Regions from separate parts of the Sus scrofa genome. Here region 2 is linked to region 1. The links are chromatin contacts, called in public Hi-C maps. All regions are on one chromosome and are shown on one strand. Each heading gives the region's core, a stretch centred on a gene start, on an enhancer-like site or on the middle of the called end of the contact. The rest is flanking DNA. Distances are from core to core; before and after follow the strand shown.

What was found. Hi-C and Micro-C count contacts between places; a contact is called where the count stands out from the background.
Region 2: a Hi-C map of fetal heart ventricle shows a contact between it and region 1, with 4 times the contacts expected there. The contact joins two enhancer-like sites. A contact is called at or near these places in 1 of 5 promoter capture datasets (liver), 9 of 47 Hi-C or Micro-C datasets (alveolar macrophages, embryonic fibroblasts, epiblast stem cells and 5 more) and 1 of 2 datasets of contacts at active chromatin or transcription factors (skeletal muscle).

What each region holds. Positions count from the first base shown.
Region 1 is chr15:46,789,399-46,794,675 of Sscrofa11.1, forward strand. All of the region lies in intron 1 of SORBS2 (sorbin and SH3 domain-containing protein 2), which reads right to left. Among named protein-coding and RNA genes, the nearest start is that of SORBS2, 120 kb to the right of the region's middle. Within about 2 kb of position 2,128, at least 3 of the 83 cell types and tissues checked have an H3K27ac peak or open chromatin away from gene starts, as enhancers often do.
Region 2 is chr15:46,947,468-46,952,744 of Sscrofa11.1, forward strand. No RefSeq gene overlaps it. Among named protein-coding and RNA genes, the nearest start is that of TLR3, 16 kb to the right of the region's middle. Within about 2 kb of position 2,729, at least 24 of the 83 cell types and tissues checked have an H3K27ac peak or open chromatin away from gene starts, as enhancers often do.

The DNA.
Region 1 (5,277 bases), core at 878-3,377:
AAACAGTCACCTTAGTGACCAGATGTCTCCAAAGAAGCTGACTAGACATAGGAACAGGGACTTCAACCTTTTAGAGGAGGACAGAATGAACATTTATACTAGCACATTTTCCCCAACATGGCCAATTACTCAGAAAGTCTCATACATTTTTACATATGCATTTAAAAATTTTTCCATCTTTCACACCATTCCTTGCTTGGACTCTTAAGGATTTTTATAATAAGTGTTGCAGCTCTTGGTTTAGGTGCCTATTTTTGCAACAAGTTTTTTTTTTTTCCTTTGGATTCCCTTATGGCTGATCGTTAAAACCACATTTATCTCTAAAGGATACTAAATTGTTTGGAACGTGGGAGGTTTGTTTATGACGTCCCTCACATTCAACCATTCCTGAAAAAAAAAACTATCAGGAAAAGGAATCTAAAAAGGAGGATTATATCTACGTTGATTGGGACTAACTCTCCTACTTAAAGCAGAGAATACGATTGATTATAAGAAGGTATTTTTGATATGCAGTTTATACCAACTATTGAGAAAATATCTCAAAGGAAAGTTAGAAGAGTGTCTAGGTTATACATAAAAATAAAATAAAACATAGGCAACAGTGCACATTCAAAAACCAAAACCACTAAAATTTTCAAAGAATGTTATTAAAAATGAAATTTCCTTAAATTCAAACATGGATAGAAAAAGAAACTAGGAAATACAGTGAGAATACTGTAGGGTTTTTGTTTGTTTGTTTTGTTTTTGCAGTAGGAAAATTTTCTTTGAAAGTGAGACCTTTGATTAGAGTTAGGAAAAGTAAAAGTTTTCTGGACTTTTGTTCAAATAATGCTTTTCAAAGGTGCAGAATTAATACTGGATCTGCATATACCAGATGGGGAAGAGTAAATCATTGTCTTTTTGGCCAAAATTCCGAGTCAGCAAAATTCTGTTCAGGATTAGGGTGAAGTGTCCTTCCACAAGGACATATCATGTTGCCAAAACCCATAACTCTCTCTTGGTTCTCTGTCATTTATTCAAATAAGATGATCCTAGCTGAGCCTAAGCTGGAATGAGGTTCTTATTTGTCAGTATTTAGAACTAGAAAGTTAGAGAAGTGTATCCTTGTAGATAAACATGAACGACCTAACTTTTTCAGAAACGATGTAAATAAAAGATTTTTAAAATCTCCATATAATTCTTTGCAGAGATAATTTAGAAATTAATAGGCATCCATAATTACATTATTAGTTTGAGGAACTTTAGAAAAATTATCTAATATAATTATATAGCACAATTACTCCATTATAAAATGCAACAAGCACACACTCATTTCATTTGAATGGCAGCAGAGGTATATATAATTTAGGCCTTCAAACTATTATAATTTACTTGAAATAGAAAATCTTAAAAATGTTGGAGAAATACTATGGAATCTTGTTTTTTCTGAAATCTAATTACTATATGCAATATTAAAAAATTGATTAAACACGATTAGCCTTAAAGATGAACAGACCCAATTTCAACTTTAGCTATTATTTAATTAGCATGCTATACATTAAAATAAGCTGGAAGATAGCAAAATAAACCTTTAAAGGACAGGATAATACTTAAGAGTTGCTACACATCTTATTTTGATGATAAACTTCAGTGCTAGAAAATAGTGTAAAAATGTCTAGAAATAGGAATTTAAGTAGTTTCCTCAATATTTTGCTCTCTATTTCCAAACATTTGGATTTTTAAAATTTCCTAATCTTTACTATCTTACATACAAAAATTCATACCAACGTTCATACCAAATTAATTCCAACGTTTGCTTTTTTAGATGTATATATTAGAGATGAGGGATTATATATTTATTAATCCTTAAATCATACATTCTTATTTTTTATTACAACATTGTGATAATTTTTCCATGAAAAGGCCATAAAAATTTAGGCTTTAGTAAATAATAATCATTCCATCTAGTAGAGGAAAAATGTTGGAAGTATCAATAACCGAAAGCCTATCTGTATCAAGACTGATACTAACATACTGTTCTCTCTGTCTCCCAAGAGCTCAAATTATAGGGAAATATAGTGTAACCAGTTATTACCAGTAATCTTTCAGGTTTATTTAAGAAAATCAAAAGAAATTCTGCCATTGTAGGCTTTATTTAAATCTTTTGGTCTCTTCCAAATTCATGACCTCTGCTTTCCTCTGGTTTTAGTATGAAAAACAATTCCATAAGTAACTTTTTTATAATCAACTACTAATCATCATCAATTCAACATTAATTTTAAATGACCTGATTTGAGACTACATTTCTAACAGGGATATTTACTGTATGTATTTTCCCCTGAAAATTCTATAATAGCTATAAACAGAAAAACAATATCCTCTAGATACTAAAGCTTTCAAGCTGTTTTTGTTTAAAACTTATATGCTGTAAAGTTTCCTTTCAGAAAATTCTGATATATTATAGGACATTTATAGCTTTCATCAAACCATGATCTTGAAGCTATACTTTCATACCAGGGAAGTTAAAGCCTCACTGCTGGTTTTAAATGTTTTGAATTTCTATGATCAAATGCAGTATAACAGATAATAGGACCTCTATTTCAAGATCAAGCCTATATATATTTATGGTAACTAATAGGAAAACAGTGAAATCCGAGGAAAACAGTGAATGTCTGAATGCCAAGTGCTAGACACTGGACAAAGCACGACGTTCAGAAGTCAGTCAGACCTTGGGAGCCCATGAGCAGAGACAAATGTGCTACAGTGCAGTAGCCAGATCTACAGACAGATTCAGATGTAGCCGAAGCAGGTAGTGTAAGTAGGTGGGAAGTGTCTGGGGAGACATTGTAGCTGATTTTGATGGCAGGTAGCTGCCACTGTGGGGGATCTGAAGAAACACAGAGGGGGGTGGCTTTGCAAGTTTGCTGTAGTGAGTTTGAGAAACTACAAAGTATTTGCTATTGGTAGCAGGTGAGTTGGGAAGCGGCAGAAAACAAGAGTACCTAAATAGATAAAAACCAAGGAAAAATGTCTTGAAGGATAGAGACTGTATCTCTGTGACTGGTGCTCAAAACTGTTGCATTAAAAACGAAGTAGATGTGCCATGCAGAAGTGGATTTACAGTGCTAATCTATCATAGCATGTCACCTTAAGAGGTTATTAATGTGGGGCGGGGGGGAAGCACAGGTGTAAAGTTTGTGTGTCACTCTTCCCGTCACACACAGTGCACCACAAAGGCAGCAGGGCACACAGCCTTAGGTATTTCCATACCTGGATCTTCTAAAAGCTCCCCCAAGAAAAACTAACATGAAATCATTTTCTTGCTGCAGAACTTTTCACTGTATTAATTCTAAAAATTCCTTTTGCCATGCAAAGCTCTGAAAGGAATTAAATCAAAGAGAGACTTCTCTTCACCTTTCATTCTGCTATAGCAGAATCACTTTCTTGGCTGATATTTTTATTTACAAAATCTGACTCAAAACTAAGTCTGTTTCTCCACCTTTCCTTTGAAAGGTAGATGTAAGTGAAGTGCAGTTCTGTCACTTTACTATTTTACCCTGTACGATGTCTCACATGCACAAATAGACATATTCCTATTTAGAGTTCTGATTATCAAATGTTTGGAGGTAACTTTCTGGACTGAGATTGCTTATATCTTGAGTTTTTTGGAATATTTTTCTATCTTGGATATCGATGACATTTAGAATAGAAGTTTTGAAAATATTCTCCCTATGCTTTATAACTCCCTTACCTGAGGGCATATTGGCATTGCTGTATTTGTGAAACAGGTGATGTGTGCTGCTCTGTAGCAATGAAAATTATGTTATTATACCTAAAATTAAAAGGTGACTCCTATGCCATCCACATTTTGGGGAAAAGGATGACAAAAGTATACTTCTTAGAAGTAGCTCTCAAATACTATTTATTTTACGTTTCATGGTAGATTCCATCTTTAGCTCGGAGAATTTTTTTTTTTCACGTTTTGAACATGATGTTTTCCCTTAAATGTTTTCAGGAGCATTGTAAATGATGTGACGTTTCTGGTAGACCAACAATAGAACTGATTTACATAAAGCAGAAATGTTGCTGAAACAGAATTTAATCATTTTTTGGTCACTTTCTTACCAGGGATTTTGATGTGACTGACTAATTTCAATCCATAGGAACAGCTCTGCTCCTAAGAGACTATAAATCAAAGAAATACTTGGTAAGGGGTAATTCCAACTGCAATTCAAAGTCTGTGCTACTGTCACGTAGTGATGGACAGCAAACACCCACTGCAAATATTAGTACATTTGTAGGAGGAGTGTCGTGTTTTGGGTTCCCCTCTCTATCTCTGAAACCTATCTGCTTGTGAGAAAAATTGTGCAATAAAAGAAGTTTTACAGACACATACTATAGCTGTGCTTGAACTCAATGCAGCCATTCACTTCCATTCTTTCCTTGGATTCCAAGCCAGGGAGCACAATGAGGGTGTTGTGCTCTGGGCTAGCGTGGCATGCCTGATCGTTGGAAGGACCTGTGAGCTGTTTCCAGTACCTACACCACTTTACAACTACCCCGAACTAAATTAAACAGCACACTAGCATTCTGCATTCAGAACCACCAAGGGCATGATCCACCAACTATTCTACCTGCATAGGGAACGGAATTCCTTAGTTTAAACATATTTAGAGGTACGTTAAGAATTAAAAACCTCACTTATGAGGCTTATAAATAATGGCTTCACAATTTTTGAGCTGCTGATTTTCCATGTAGTTTTCTTAATGTGTGTCAAAGTGCAGGGCATGAAAGAATCCATTGTTTGTGAGGGAGAAAGGTTGCTGGTTATGAAGGCTGTCCAGAAGGACAAGCTATCGTGGTTTGTTAAAAGAGCAAATATTTATTTAAAGCCCAAGGCATATCTGTAATTTTTGAAAATCATACGATTTCTAGAACCTGAACTTACTGAGACAACCCTATATTTCTGACACTATTTTGTGGCTGTGTGTATCTGTGTGTGTTTGTGTGTGTGTGTCTTGCTTTGGTAAATCCAAATAACACAATAAACATACATGTGTAGATTAAGTTCTGCTCAGAGTTATTGTTATGCTGTGATTTAAAAAGGACAAAAAAAGCTTACCTCTATCAGTCAAGTGGATACACAGGGACCTCCTTCTCAGCCGCGGCCTCAGTGTGCAGGCAGATGCTCTCGGAGCCAACAATCTGTTAACAGGAAGCAGGTAAACCCGAGAGCGTCCGCCTGCGTTACAGTCCAGTGCTCATACGAACACACACCTGCTTCTTCAGACCTGCCAC
Region 2 (5,277 bases), core at 1,479-3,978, 160 kb after region 1:
ATTCTGATCCGGGCTAACCCCAGCATAAGAATACAAATGAGAATTCCATTTCCTTATTCGTGAACAAGGAATGGAAGGAACCCTTTTCTCTGGATGATGCCTCACCTTTTCTGTCTAGAAAACTCTTGCTCAAAATTTCAGAAATAATTCAAATAATTATATGTCCTTAGTGCCCCGTGTCCACCTTACTCAGGCCTGCGTTCCTGCAGTGTTTTGTTCCATTCCTATTATAGAAGTCATCACTCTGCTTTATAACATTTGTTTATGTGCATTCGCTCCCTTTGGATTGTGAGGAACTGCAGGGCAGACTGTGGCTTATTCGTCTTTTTACTCTCAGCTCTTTATATGGTGATGTGCAAGTAGTAGGCGCTTAATAAATGCCTGGTGAGTTAACAGATGTCTCATGTTGGAACCTTTTTAGCAGCACAGGTGCCTTGATCTCTTGCCCGGAAGAACGCACACTCCAGACCCCCCAATGCTGGGTCTCTAAACAGAATTAAAGAATTCTTTTTTTTTTTTTTTTTCTTTTCACAGCCAAAGCCGAAGCATATGGAAATTCCCAGGCTAGGGGTTGAATTGGAGCTGCAGCTGCCAGCCTCTGCCACAACCACAGCAACACTGGGTCCAAGCTGCATCTGTGACCTATACCACAGCTTGCAGCAACGCTGAATCCTTAACCCATTGAGCAAGGCCAGGGACTGAACCCACATACCCATGAAGACTACTTCATCAGGTCCTTAACCCAGTGAGCCACAACGGGAACTCCAGAATCAGAATTCTGCTTCCGCTTAGGATGTGGATAGCTTCAAGAAGATGTCACCCCACTTCAGCAATGAGAAAAGGCCAGCTAATCTACAGAATAACATTCTTGAGCAATCAGAAAGTAGCCAAGTGACACGACATTTTAAATCAACCATACTCCAATATAAAATAAAATTAACAAAATAAAAACCAGATAACCAACAAGGATCTACTATATAGCTTAGGAATACTTAATATTTTGTATAACCTATAAGGGAAAAGAATCTGAAAAAATAGATATGTATGTGTGTAGAACTAAATCACTTTGCTGTACACCAGAAATGAATACAACATTGTAAATGAACTATATTTCAATTAAAATTTTTTTTTAATTTTTAAAAAAGAAAGCAAGCAACCACGTGAACTCAGTTCTGAAGAAGGACAAGGCCAGTGAGGGGAAATGGGTGACAAGGCCCCTTCACTGCGGCAGAGCCCAGGAGGAGGATGGAGCTGCCATGAAAGCAGGTTGGAAAAAAACAGTTAATGTTCACAGATTCTTAAAGGCCAAGGGCAGGCGAGTGATACGATTTGGAATTATGGGAGCGTCAGACACAGGGAGCAGGTGCCCAGGCTCCTCTCTCTACCGCCCTCCACTGTGGGTGTGTCAAAGGATGGGGTGGGGGTGGGGGGGCAGAGCAGGAAACAGTCCCCCTGCCCCAGAGCTCTGGAAGGATCAGGTGCAGGAAGCTGCTCTGGGCACGAAGGAATGTTCTTTAGATGGCTGAGTGATACGCCACATCTTCTTTATTTATCATCTCTTGATGCGCTCTCAGGTGGCTTCCTACCTTGCCTATCATAAATAATGCTGCAGTGAACATAGGGGTGCACATATCTTTTCAAATTAGTGTTTGTTTTCCTCTGATAAATACTCCTCGGATAAATAAATGCTGGATCTTATGGAAGTTCTATCTTTTGTATTTTGAGGAATCTCCATACTGTTTTCCATAGTGGCTGCACCAATTTACTTTCCCACCAACAGTGTACAAGGGTTCCCTTTTCCCTATGTCTTCACCACCACTTGCTATTTCTCATCTTCTGATGATGGCAATTCTGACAGGCGTGAGGGGGTATCTCATCCTGATTTTGATTTGTGCTTCTCTGATGATTAAGGTTGTTGAGCCCCTTCTCATGTGCTTGCTGGTCAGTGGTGTGTTTTCTTTGGGAAAAACCTCTGTTCAGATCCTCTGTTCTTTTTTTAGTTGGGTCGTTTTGTTTTTTGACATTGAGCTGTAAATCTTGCCATTTGTGGCAACATGAATGGACCTGGAAGGTATTATGCTAAGTGAAGTAAGTCAGACAGAGAAAAAGAAATATTGTATGATTTCACCTATATGTGGAATCAAGAAAACAAAACAAACAAACACACAAAACAAAACTGAAACAGATTCGTAGATACAGAGAGCAAACAAGTGGTTGCCAGACAGGAGGGTGTTGGGGTGGGGATGGAAGGAAATAGCTTAAGGGGATTAAGACGTACAAACTTCCAGCTATAAAAGTCATGGGGATGTACTGCACAGCATAGGGAATATGGTCAATAGTATTGAACCACTTTGCGTGGTGACAGACGGTAACTAGACTTATTGTGGTGATTGCTATGTTGTAGACCTGAAACCAACATAATATTATGTGTTAATTATAACTCAATTAAAAAAAAAAGAAAGGCATCTTGAGATGGTTACCATGGGGTGGTTACCATGGGCGGTTGCTTTGGGGTGGTTACCATGGGGCGGTTGCCATGGGGTGGTTACCATGGGGCGGTTGCCATGGGGTGGTTACCATGGAGCAGTTACCATGGATCAGTTACCATGGGGAGAGGAGACAGAAATGTCTCTTGTGCCAAGGTGTCAGAAGCTTTGCACTCAAGAGACAGCCGGGAGAAACAACACAGCACAGATATGTCTTTGTATTAATCTCAATGCCGCCACCTGCCTCTGGGCACCTACAGTGTGGAGATCAGGCAATAAGCTTCTGGTCGAGCAATCTGGATGTGTCTACTGCTTTTGCCACCGGATTGGCTACGACCCATCTTTTCACAAGTGCCCACTGCCTGCCTCTGTCATTGCCTCCGTGGGGCCATAGTCAGACCCTAGCTACAAGCGAGTCTGAAGAGGGTCACTTGGATTTTTTATTTTTTTGGCTTTTCTGCTGCTACAGTTCAAAGAGGCATTTTAGCTATAGTTTGGGAAGGGATCCTATATGGAGGTTGGAATAAGAGTCACAAAAACCAGTCCAGTTGTACCTGTCAACCAGCTAGACACATTTCCATCACCCTGTTTATTTCCTCTGGTGCCAGCACCTACAGAACAAAATAAAATACCCACAGTTATTTCCTTTTATTTGCTCAGCACCTCCTTTTACCTCATTCTCTTGTAACTTCCACTCCTGAGGGGACCCTGCCCCCTTGTCCTTAGCTGTACACTCATGATAAACCACAATGCACAGTATGTAGCTGGCCTTCAATCAATACTGGAGAAAAATCAGCAGACATTTTGGGAATTAAATAAAAGCAAATGATGGCCCTTTCTCTGGAAAAAAAATACTTATAGTTACAGGCACGACACTTATAAAACTGAAAATACTTATGACTTGAACCTAGCCGGAACCCAGATGGGAACTTAAACCCATGGTTTTTAAGTTAGAATCACTCACCTGGTGTCTGGACTCACTGAGGTTCAGGTTCTTCATGTCTCTGTGCAGAAGGAATTCAGCGAGAAACAAGGTGATAGGCAAGAAATAGATTTATTAAGATAGGACGCTTGTGAGAGATGCAAGCGGGCAGGCACAGAAGCTCTGCCCAGAGGATCCGGTGGGCTACAGTTTTATCATCCAAGGGAAGTGGGGAGGGGGGAAAGACCGCCTCTTCCTCTTTCTTCGAGTAGACACCAGGCTTACATCCCTAGCCCCTCCTTCATATCCATAAGTGAGTATTTGACCCTATGAGGTCAAACTAGGACTGTCATAGTGCTTATTCGAATCAGCAGAAGGGCGGTCCTTAAACTCCTGCCCTTGGTCCTGAGGGTCATTGTCTTGCTGAACTTGAATTCAGGCCTGACTTTATCTTTCACTTAATGAGCTGAGGCATATCTTGTGCTTTTGTTTATGGGTTTCATAGTTAAGCAAGCCTGCTTCATTCTGGTGGCTTTCTTGAGTGATTGCAAACTTGCAGGGGTCTCCCAAAGTTCCCTAGGTTTCCCTCTCTATCTCTGGTCCCCTCCTGGGACTTCCACAACTGCCTGTGTAACTATCCTGCTCCATCTCTATCCTCACACTCCACTTGCAGAGATTCCCCAGGAAGAAAGTAGAGGGAGGAGGCTGCGGTGACATGTGCCCTCCTTACTTTGCTTTCGATGCAGTGATTTTGCTCAGAGAATGATGACAGGGTATGTGACACCCCTCCCCCACCCCCGCCAGGGGGTAGAAAAGCCATATTTGAAATGGCTCGAGCCTCCCTCTTTGCAGGTGGGAGAGCACCATGTGTTATGAGCAGGTCACTGCCCTAAAAGTGCAGGCCAGTGGCTAGGACCATGTTTGGAAAAGCCTGGCCGCCCGCAGACACTGCAGTGTCTCCACCGGGCATTTACCCAAGTTCCTGGAGCCCGTGCCAGCTTGCTTTTCAGACCCACTCACCAGCAACAGAAAAGGAAGCAAAAGAAACGCTAGGTCTTAGGGTGCATTTTTTCATTCTCTTTCTGCAGCTTAAAAGAGGCTAAAAGCCTGAGAAGGGATTCACAGTCCTTGAATAATAGCCAGAAAGGGAGATTAATAAGAAAAGAAGGTATGTGAGTTTCCAAGCGCTGGGGGATTTTCCTGGGTTTTAGTATGAGAAGAATTTCATGCTCTGTATGTGCCTTCAGCTTCCTTGTTCCATTGGTGTCACCCACTGCTTAGCTCAGGAGCTCCTATTTGCCTTCTATTTTCTTTCATGGGGAAGGAACTAAATCAAGGCCAGTCACAAGGTCACCAGGACTCGGTCTCCCAGCACCCCCTGGAGGGTTAGGGCAGGGGCTCTGGCTGCCGGTGGAGAATAAAGAGGAGGGCTTCTTTGCTCTATCCAGCTCCCCAGGGAGAAGGGGAGAAGTTCTGGTGCCTCAGAGAAACCCGGACTTGGCCTGAAGACACACTCCTGCCAAGTGATGATTTGTCAGATTTCCATATTCCAAAGGACAGCCAGCAATGAACAGGCAGACAAGTGTGCAGCAAGTTAATAAAATTGCCCCTAGCTTCTTTGTAACCATCAGCTTTCTGCATTAGTTTTCTTTTTCCAATGGAAAATCTTCCCTATGATCTTCCTTCCTAGAGTTGTGTCATTTGGCCAATCCTTATAAACTCATTTCCCCCATAGGCAATGGGATAATATTCATGAAAAGACAGTTCCTTACACTCATCTTCCTTCATATGAGGGATGGTTCAAAATGAGCATGATGGCTTTTGAAACGTATTTTCTGGAGTTCCCGTTGTGGCTCAGTGGTTAACGAA